Linked DNA regions of Drosophila melanogaster: region 2 is linked to region 1. The links are chromatin contacts, called in public targeted proximity ligation maps. All regions are on one chromosome and are shown on one strand. The core of a region is the stretch at or near the end of the contact, and the rest is flanking DNA. Distances in the headings are between cores, read along the strand shown. Region 1 overlaps nuf (nuclear fallout). Region 2 overlaps fz (frizzled).

Evidence for each region.
Region 2: a targeted proximity ligation map of the Kc167 cell line shows a contact between it and region 1, with 3 times the contacts expected there.

What each region holds. Positions count from the first base shown.
Region 1 is chr3L:14,222,236-14,226,396 of dm6, forward strand. All of the region lies in intron 7 of nuf (nuclear fallout), which reads left to right. Among named protein-coding and RNA genes, the nearest start is that of CG7768, 6.1 kb to the left of the region's middle.
Region 2 is chr3L:14,345,575-14,349,735 of dm6, forward strand. The region is part of intron 4 of fz (frizzled); the gene reads left to right. Among named protein-coding and RNA genes, the nearest start is that of CG13482, 18 kb to the left of the region's middle.

The DNA.
Region 1 (4,161 bases), core at 931-3,430:
TGGATTGTATTTTGATAAGGGTTTCCAAATCATTTGTAATAAAGTTGTATTTTATTTATTTGAATGCTTATTTCGTAAATCAACTTGGAATCATTCAAAGCAAATAAAGTTCTTTAAAAAGTAAAATCTTTATCAGTCATGCCCTGCTTTTAATTGGCCCTCATATTGACCTTTATTTAAATTTGTATGTGATAACGTGAAAATGAAGCTTTGACAAGGGCACCTTAACTATACACGTCGCCGAACGATTTGATAAGACTAAGAATGATTCAGTTTACTAGACTACAAAAGTAAACAGCACGCCACAAATTCCAAGTAAAAGAAAAGCAAACTTAGCCAGCCATTGCATTTTCTGGTAATTAGAAACTAGGCGGGAATTCAAAACCTGAGGAACAAAATAACAATGAAAATAGGGAGAGGTTGGAAAATAGCTGTACGACGAGGATATGTAAAATTGTCTAGAATTCTGCTCAAAGTCTGAACAAAATAATTTTACGGTCTGTTGGTTCTAAAAAAAAAAGAAGAAGTAAAGAGAGGGTTGGCTTATATAATGTATACTGTGACTAGCACACTTAATGCCAGAAAAAAGAATGCTTTTATCTGTGTAATCTTCTTATTTTTTTTTTAATATTTCTTATACCAATGCAATAATAATGGAAGGTAAAAACAATTTGTGGTAGATCAGTTTGTGGCAGGAAACAGCTGTTGTATGTCGCGACTTTTGTCTCTTTCCCTTCGTCTCTAGCCCTCCTTGTCGTTTTCCCCAGTCTGTAAAATGGGGTTAGCATGTTGTTTCAGTTTCACCTTTTAGTTCTTTGTCTTAGCGTGGGCGGTCGTCCGAAAGGTTTATTGCCATGTAAAATGCAACAACAGAAGAAATAATTGCAAATGCAAACTGCAACACCAGGCCAAGAAATCGAGGTTAGACGGGGTAATTGGCACGAATTTGTTGCCAAGTTGAAATATTGGAAGTTTTCTAGGGGTTCGTAGGAATACAAAAGTTCGAAAGAAACTAGCCACTTATATATAGATTAGAATACATAAATGATGAGGGTCCGGAAGTAACTACCCACTTAAATGTATATTAGAATACATAAATGAGTAAGTGCATCCGAATTTCGGAAGTGGTGTGATTCATTTATGGGTATGCTTCGATCACATTAATCTTCTTGATTTTTAAATTCCCCAAATATTTTTCCGAGCAACCCCAGAAATCTATTTACGATCCACCCTATCCCAACTTAACCATGACTTGCTACCTCAGCTAATACCTCAGTCACAAATGTGAGCTATTTATGCTAAACAAGTCAATCTTTATGGCTCCACATAAATGCTTTATCTGGGAACGCATAAACTCGAATAGTTCCCGAGATAGCGCGTGTGCATTCATTATGGGATCCCCCATTTAAACTCAGATATTTCAGCTGAACTCCAAACATTCCTTTAGTTCGGATTTCGAGCGTTAGGCGATGAAAGATGCATCATAAAACGTGTCTGCTACTGCATAAAATTCCGAAAATATTGCAGTTGAAAATAGAAATTGTTATTGAAGCGGCTATTTCACTTACTTTCAATTTTCATCATAATTTTTCCAACGAAACGAAACAAGTTGCACAAGATATTTACGACAGGGCTTGTTGTTGTTGTTATTTTCAGTTGTTTACTAGACAAGTTTTGTTGGTGAAAGTTGTTGTTGTTGTTATTGTTGTTGTTGTTGCTTCTGCGTTTGCCATGCTTCATTGACAAAATTGTCCACAGATCAATGAGTCTTGCGGTCAAGTTGTTTTTGACTTCTATTTATGTTCATTGAGGGATTTGTGGTCTTGGTCTTCAAAGTGATTTTTAAAAAGCAGAGCATTAAAACTTTAAGAATTCATAAAGATTTAAATCGTCGCGTTTCCTCTTTTCGTATGTGAAAGTATGCTTCCAATTTCTTAGCTAAGCAAAAAAGTAAAACAAATAAATTCTAATTTATTATGACAAGCCACTTAAACCCATTTGACATTGGACAGTGTGCAGAATTGTATATTCTGCTCTCCTTCTTATTTTCATCTTAATTCGTATAATTCCCGTTTCTGTTCTGCTCTTCTGATTCATACAGTTTATTATAAACAATTTAGCGAAAGATGAGAAAATTCAAATTCATGACACATTTACCCATGCCGTTTGTTTCTAGCGTTGGATTGAATCATCGCTTGAGAAGAGACAGCAGTGAAGAGCAAAGACGGTCTCTGACTAGATTATGCAATTCTTTCAGTTACGGCAGAAGAATTGCATGCACCAACAGTTTTTCCTCTCCTTGGTCGCTTCTTTCCATTGCTTTGTTTTATCTACACGAAGTTCATCAATTCAGCTAGGAAATTAAACTTAGCCAGAAGCCCAGAAGAAACCAAACCCAGTCGTGTAGAAAGAATGAGACTCTGTTTGGGAGAAGAGTGGTTTGCAGAGGGGACATCCAGTGTTGTGGAGACTGTCTTCGTGGATTCTCTTGTTTCGTTTATCTTTTTGCAAGCGCACATTTCCTGCATGAAATACAGAAAAATTCTTTATGCTTTTCCACCATTCTTTGCTTTTGTTTGCAGACAATTTCTTGCTCTGCTTTCTGCAACTCTCCTCTCTGTATGGGACCTATCCAAATCCAAATCTCAAACAATTACCTTTCAATTTGTTAAGAATAGTGCTAAAGGCCATCGCGATACAAAAGAAGAAATCATTTGCAAAGCTTCTATTTATTTTTTTGCAACTATTACGTTTCTGCATAATTCATTTAACTGCTTGGGGAAAAGAAAAATTCTTTTGTTTACTCTGTGAACTCTGCTGGCAGTTCAAGAAACTCATTTTTGGAGATACAGAAAGAAATTCGTGGGGGACAATCTGTTGGATGAGATCTGCTGAAGAATTGCTTTGATTATAATTATGCAAGGGGAATTTTTAAATGAGATTGCTATGGGACCTCAAGACGTGCTGAGCAGCGGTTATAAGTAGATTTTGTTACTGTACCAACAATGCTTTAGTTAAAATATCTATTGTTTAACAGTTTTATAAATAACGAAAAATAAACTATGATCTTTAAAAATAAAACAAAAAAACATAAAATACCTAATTTAAATAAATTGAAATTAATCAATTTGAATGCCACAAAGGTTTTCAGAATAATGCAATATAAAATTCTTATGTATAACATATTTTGTTTAGCCAGAGCCAAGCTTAAATATGCCCAGAAAAGTGCCTTAAAGTCAAATTGAGAGATGAAAACAAAGCAATACAAAAATATCTGAATTATGTGCCTATAAAACTAAAATAAAACAGTCTTCCTACACAAATGAAAAATCACAAAATAAAGAAACAAAACATCAAAGTGCGAAAATATATGAAAACAAAACATCAATCCAACCAGTGCCACGCCCCAATAAGGAACAAAACTACCCAAAAATAAAATAAAAAGTAAATCATGAGTAGTCAACCTGCCAGCCAGCCCGATAGCATCGATTTAGCCTATGATATGTGGGCGGGCCAATTCGAATTCGTAGGACCCACAAATCAGCAGAGCAACAAAAACAGCAACAACAACAACAACAATAGCAATTTGAACAACAACAAGTGCAGAATCGGAGCGCAACAAAACCGAAAACTATCTACGGATAGTCTGGAGGATCTGAATTTGAGTTTTAACACAAGTGCCTCGCAAAATCCGCTAAGCAACGCCTACAGTTTGGGAGTCACTGGCGGTGCTGGAAGTGACTACTGTGGCTTTGGAAAACACCCGCCAATATTGATCGATCAGGAGACGTTTCTCAGCCTCAATCCAGCGGACTTTGAGGACATTGTGCCATCCAATTCGGAGCCCAATTCGCTGGTTTTCATCGAAAACAAGCTGGAGACTAACAACAATAGCCTCGAATCGAACAACAATCATATAAACAATAATAATAACAATAAAATCTACAATTTGGAGAACCTGACAAGTAAATTCAATAATAAAACGAATAATACGAATACAAACGGTTTCAAATTGGAGAACCTAAAGAATTTCAAGAACAAACTACTCTGTGATTTCGAGGATACCAATAGCGGGGGAGGAGGAGGTGGTGGCAGTGGCGGATCAGGACCTGTTGGCATGATGAACGGCGCCCTCAGCGCAGAGATTTGCGATAATCTCAA
Region 2 (4,161 bases), core at 572-3,071, 120 kb after region 1:
TACAACAATTCAACCGAACACTGTTTGGTTGAAAAGATGGGGAAAAACGGAGTCCAGAGCACTTTGCATACAAATCTCGTTTGGCTGCTGTTTCACGTTCCTTCTGCACTCCACTTAAAAAATCGTTAAGCATAAAAACAATAAAAATAAATACCTATAAACACTTAAAATGGCACAGCTCCTCACCGGTGAGTCGAATGAGTACATCAGGCAGTAAATACCCAATGCGAGTTGGGCAACTTGGCCAGTTGTAAATGTCAAGCAAATTTGGCTCGCTGCATTTTTCGTTGTTCTCCCCAACTTTAACCCCCACTGTCCAACTTACACGTCTTAACCCCTCACCGGGATGAGGGGTTTTCAGTGACCATGAAGAATCGGCATTTAGAAAAAAGATTGTGGTAAATTAGTTGAATAGCGAATGAACATTTAATGAACACACTCGTAATCAAACATTAATGTTTACCCAATAATATTTAAAAACTTAAAAGCCATTTGTTTGTGCAATCTCTAACTCCATGTTCTCTAAATTCTTTTCATTTCAGGTATGTAAATTTTATGAGTTATCCGTTGATTGACCCCTATGTCCCCAAACGAGTGAGTAGAGCTTCTCCTCCCAGGAGACCCGCATTGATTTATGGCACTACTCTGGCTAATTTGCCATAATTAGACACGATAAACACACAAACTCTGGCAGCAGAGGGCACTAAATATTTATATATATTTACTGGCTAGATTACCAACATCGATTTGCACTCGAGTTCCTCTCAGCCGGCACTCACTTGACATCGCACATGGCACATGGGACCACAAATGGTGGCAATTAGGCCTGCTCTTGAGGTCTCGACTCCGGTCGGATTTATGAATTAGTTTAAAGTGCAATTGGGGACGCAGAAGCTCACTTTGTTTCCCCTACAATTATGCCATAAAGTTAATTTTACTTTGATTTTGCTGGACAGCCGCAGGCCCTGCTACTATAACTATATAAATTTAATCATAGCTATTTAGGAGCCCGAGAGGATCTTCTTGTAAAGAAGACACACCGGTTAGGTGTGTACTTCACTGTAAGAAATACAATACAATGTGTTTAGCACTTGGGATTGAAAAACAGGAACAATTTTAAAAGTTTGGTAGTTATTTGATAGCATTGGGCTGAGAAGGCTAAGGGTTCTTAACTCCAATAAGAAGGAAGCAATCATAAAACATATATTTATATACAAGAATACATTGGGACGCCTAATCATTTATTTGATATTCCTCTCTCTTTTTTACCATTATTTTTGTTTGAGTGTTTGTATCATCCTCGGTTTCTGGGCAATATCAATCTCGGTCTCGGTTTGAGTCTCAGTTCCATTTGCGGACTGACGGCATCTGAAGTACGGCGCTTGCCAATGGGAATATCTCCCGATGGCTTAGCACAAGACCAGAGCTCCTCCTGATCCCTGGTCATATCCCTCCTGCGGCATTCCCCCCGATTCTCGCCACTCCTCCACTGCCCACTTGAGCTGGTATTCTAACGCACTCGAGACTGGTTTCTCAAAAAGCCACTCGAGCTGCCCGTCAAGTGTCTCTGTGTGGCTGGGCTGTCAATAGACATCTTGCCATGACTTGTGTAAAATATATATCCACAAAAAATATATGCAACACTATATTGACGCGTATATACGGTCTGCATGTTTAGTTGCTTGTGCACACTTGAAGAAATCATAATTATTGCCAGTCAACTTTTTTGAGTGGCCCCAGACTGGTTCATAAATTTACATAAAAGATAAGCACTGGCACCACTGAAATGATTGTGTATATGAAATAAAAGGCCACTCTGTGTGTGAGCTGAATTTAGTGATCCGAAGAGATCTAAAATGATCTTGGCTACATTAGTCATTTTGAATTGGCTTCGGACACACATAAATTGCCTGATGGGATCGCTTACTGGTTCAGAACTTTATTTATGTTGCCCTGTCAAGTGGATAGTATTTGCTTGTGTTAAATTTTTATATTTATGTAGAATAGAATGTAGACCATATTTTAAGCCATTTATTAGAAGGAATGGCATTTTTAGAATCAATCATTGTAATTTATCATATGTGATTGAACGCAATAAATGTCGAATTGAACTATAAAAAATCATGATTAGGAAGTGGAACAGAAAAACATTAACATTAGATGGCGTTGTTCAGCCAAATTATGGAAAATAATTCACACAACTTTATCAATAGGCCATTTATTGCCGATACAAAGCCGTCCATTAAGACGCCTATTCAAATAAATCATAAATATTTTGTTGCATTTGTTTTTGTGGTTTCGAAAGTGCGTTTCGCATTACCGGGCCAAAACTGAAATCGAAACTCCACAGCATACATGGCGCAACATGTGGCTAGGTGGCGACCAATTAAGCGACTACCCACCTAGACTGTGGACTCTAGACTCTAGACTCCGTAGACCCAGGACTAACCCAACCCATTACGAATCTGAATCCAATCCCAACTTCAACCCAACCCAAACTGCAGCTGTAAATCAACTTTGCAGCTCTCGAGAGCTCAAAAGACATGCGTGGCAAGAAAGCCAAGTGAAACATACATAAATTAACATCAATAAAGCAGCAGCACAAACTAAACTCGGCTTATGAATACGGGATATATATGCATACGATTCATTTTTTGCGCTGCCGCATATAAATCATTTTTAATGGCCAGATGCATGCGAGTTGAGGGCCCTTGATTGTCTCCCTTTCACACTGATACTGTGCATGTTAAACATGTGTAGGGTTATGATATGGCAGGACCATCCTAAGGATCTCGTTTTAAGATCCGGTTCAGTGTACAGCCGGGAAGTCATCTGTCGGATTTTTTGAAACACTGTTGATTTGCAAATTTAGATAAGTTTTCGACTGCAGTTAAAAATATGTGCATGACATCGTTTTGCCTTTTTGGCAAAGTGTTTTTCTGCACCAATATGTTTTGGCAGCACTTGCAAAAACTGCTAAAACAACTTGTACTCGGTGCGTGGCTGCGTCTGAGTATGTCTGAGTACCGTTAACTGCAACGCTTAGATACAAATGCCGAGATAACAAATCGTTGTACAACGCTGCGCGTACAAAGTTTCGCCGCTTTCCTTATTTTCCCGATTTCGTGTTTTCTTCATTTTTTTTTTTTTTTTTGGTGTGTGAAAAATTGCCCAATCCCAGGCTTGGCTTACTCCATTTGTTTGCTGCGTTCCGATCTACTAAACCATTTTTCCCTAGCAAACTGCACTGAAATCAAAGATACCCATCCGGGGATAAGTCAGAAAGTGAACACCATTTTTGTACAGTAATCAAAATCAAATTTCGAATATAATCCGTCTTTATTACGCCATTTTATGAATGTAATATGGACCAGATCAGTATGTATACCCAGATTTCCCTCAGTGATAGAACATAGTATCTTTATCTGCAGGGCTGCCATCTTTCCATCTGCATCTGCAGTTGTCTATCACTTGTCCTTCTCACTCGTTCGCCGGGATGCAGTTATCCCGCTATAGCCATCTCCCTCCTGTTTTTGTGAGCGACATTTTGACGCGGCCATTTCAAGTGCAATTCGGCGCTGGCTTTTGAGTTTGGCTTTTGACGTGGCCAAGATGGCGAAGTGGTCAGGGAGCCGTAACTGTTATACGCTCACTTTGACCCACCTGTCAACCTGTCAAAAGGTAAACCGGCCCACCTGACAACGGGAAAAGCTTGCTGATTAACTGCATTTTGCAATTGTCACTTAAATGGAGGTTGTTAAAGTGTTATATAAAGATAAACGAGGTTTTTATTTTCATTGAAATACGCTTTTAACTTTGAAAAGTAGTGGGTGTTTATTCTTTTACAAATATTTTAAAACGATCTCAGAAATACAATACAGAAGTATTCTTTGTTGTAAGTTAACTTGATGTTAAAATTTTATAAATTTTCCGCAATGTTTGCTTGACATTCTTCTAAATACTCTGAATATTCTTGGCCGTAAGAAGCAGCAATCTTTTAATCAAATTTTAAAGTTATGCATAATTAAGCCAACCTTTCTTGTCCACAACATTAGGGTCCAAATAATTTTCAATTATCCCCACCCTCCCAGAGGACCTTTGTTGATTTACCAAAGGACTCCGAGGAATAGCTCTGGAAAATCTTCCCCTGGATGGCATCAA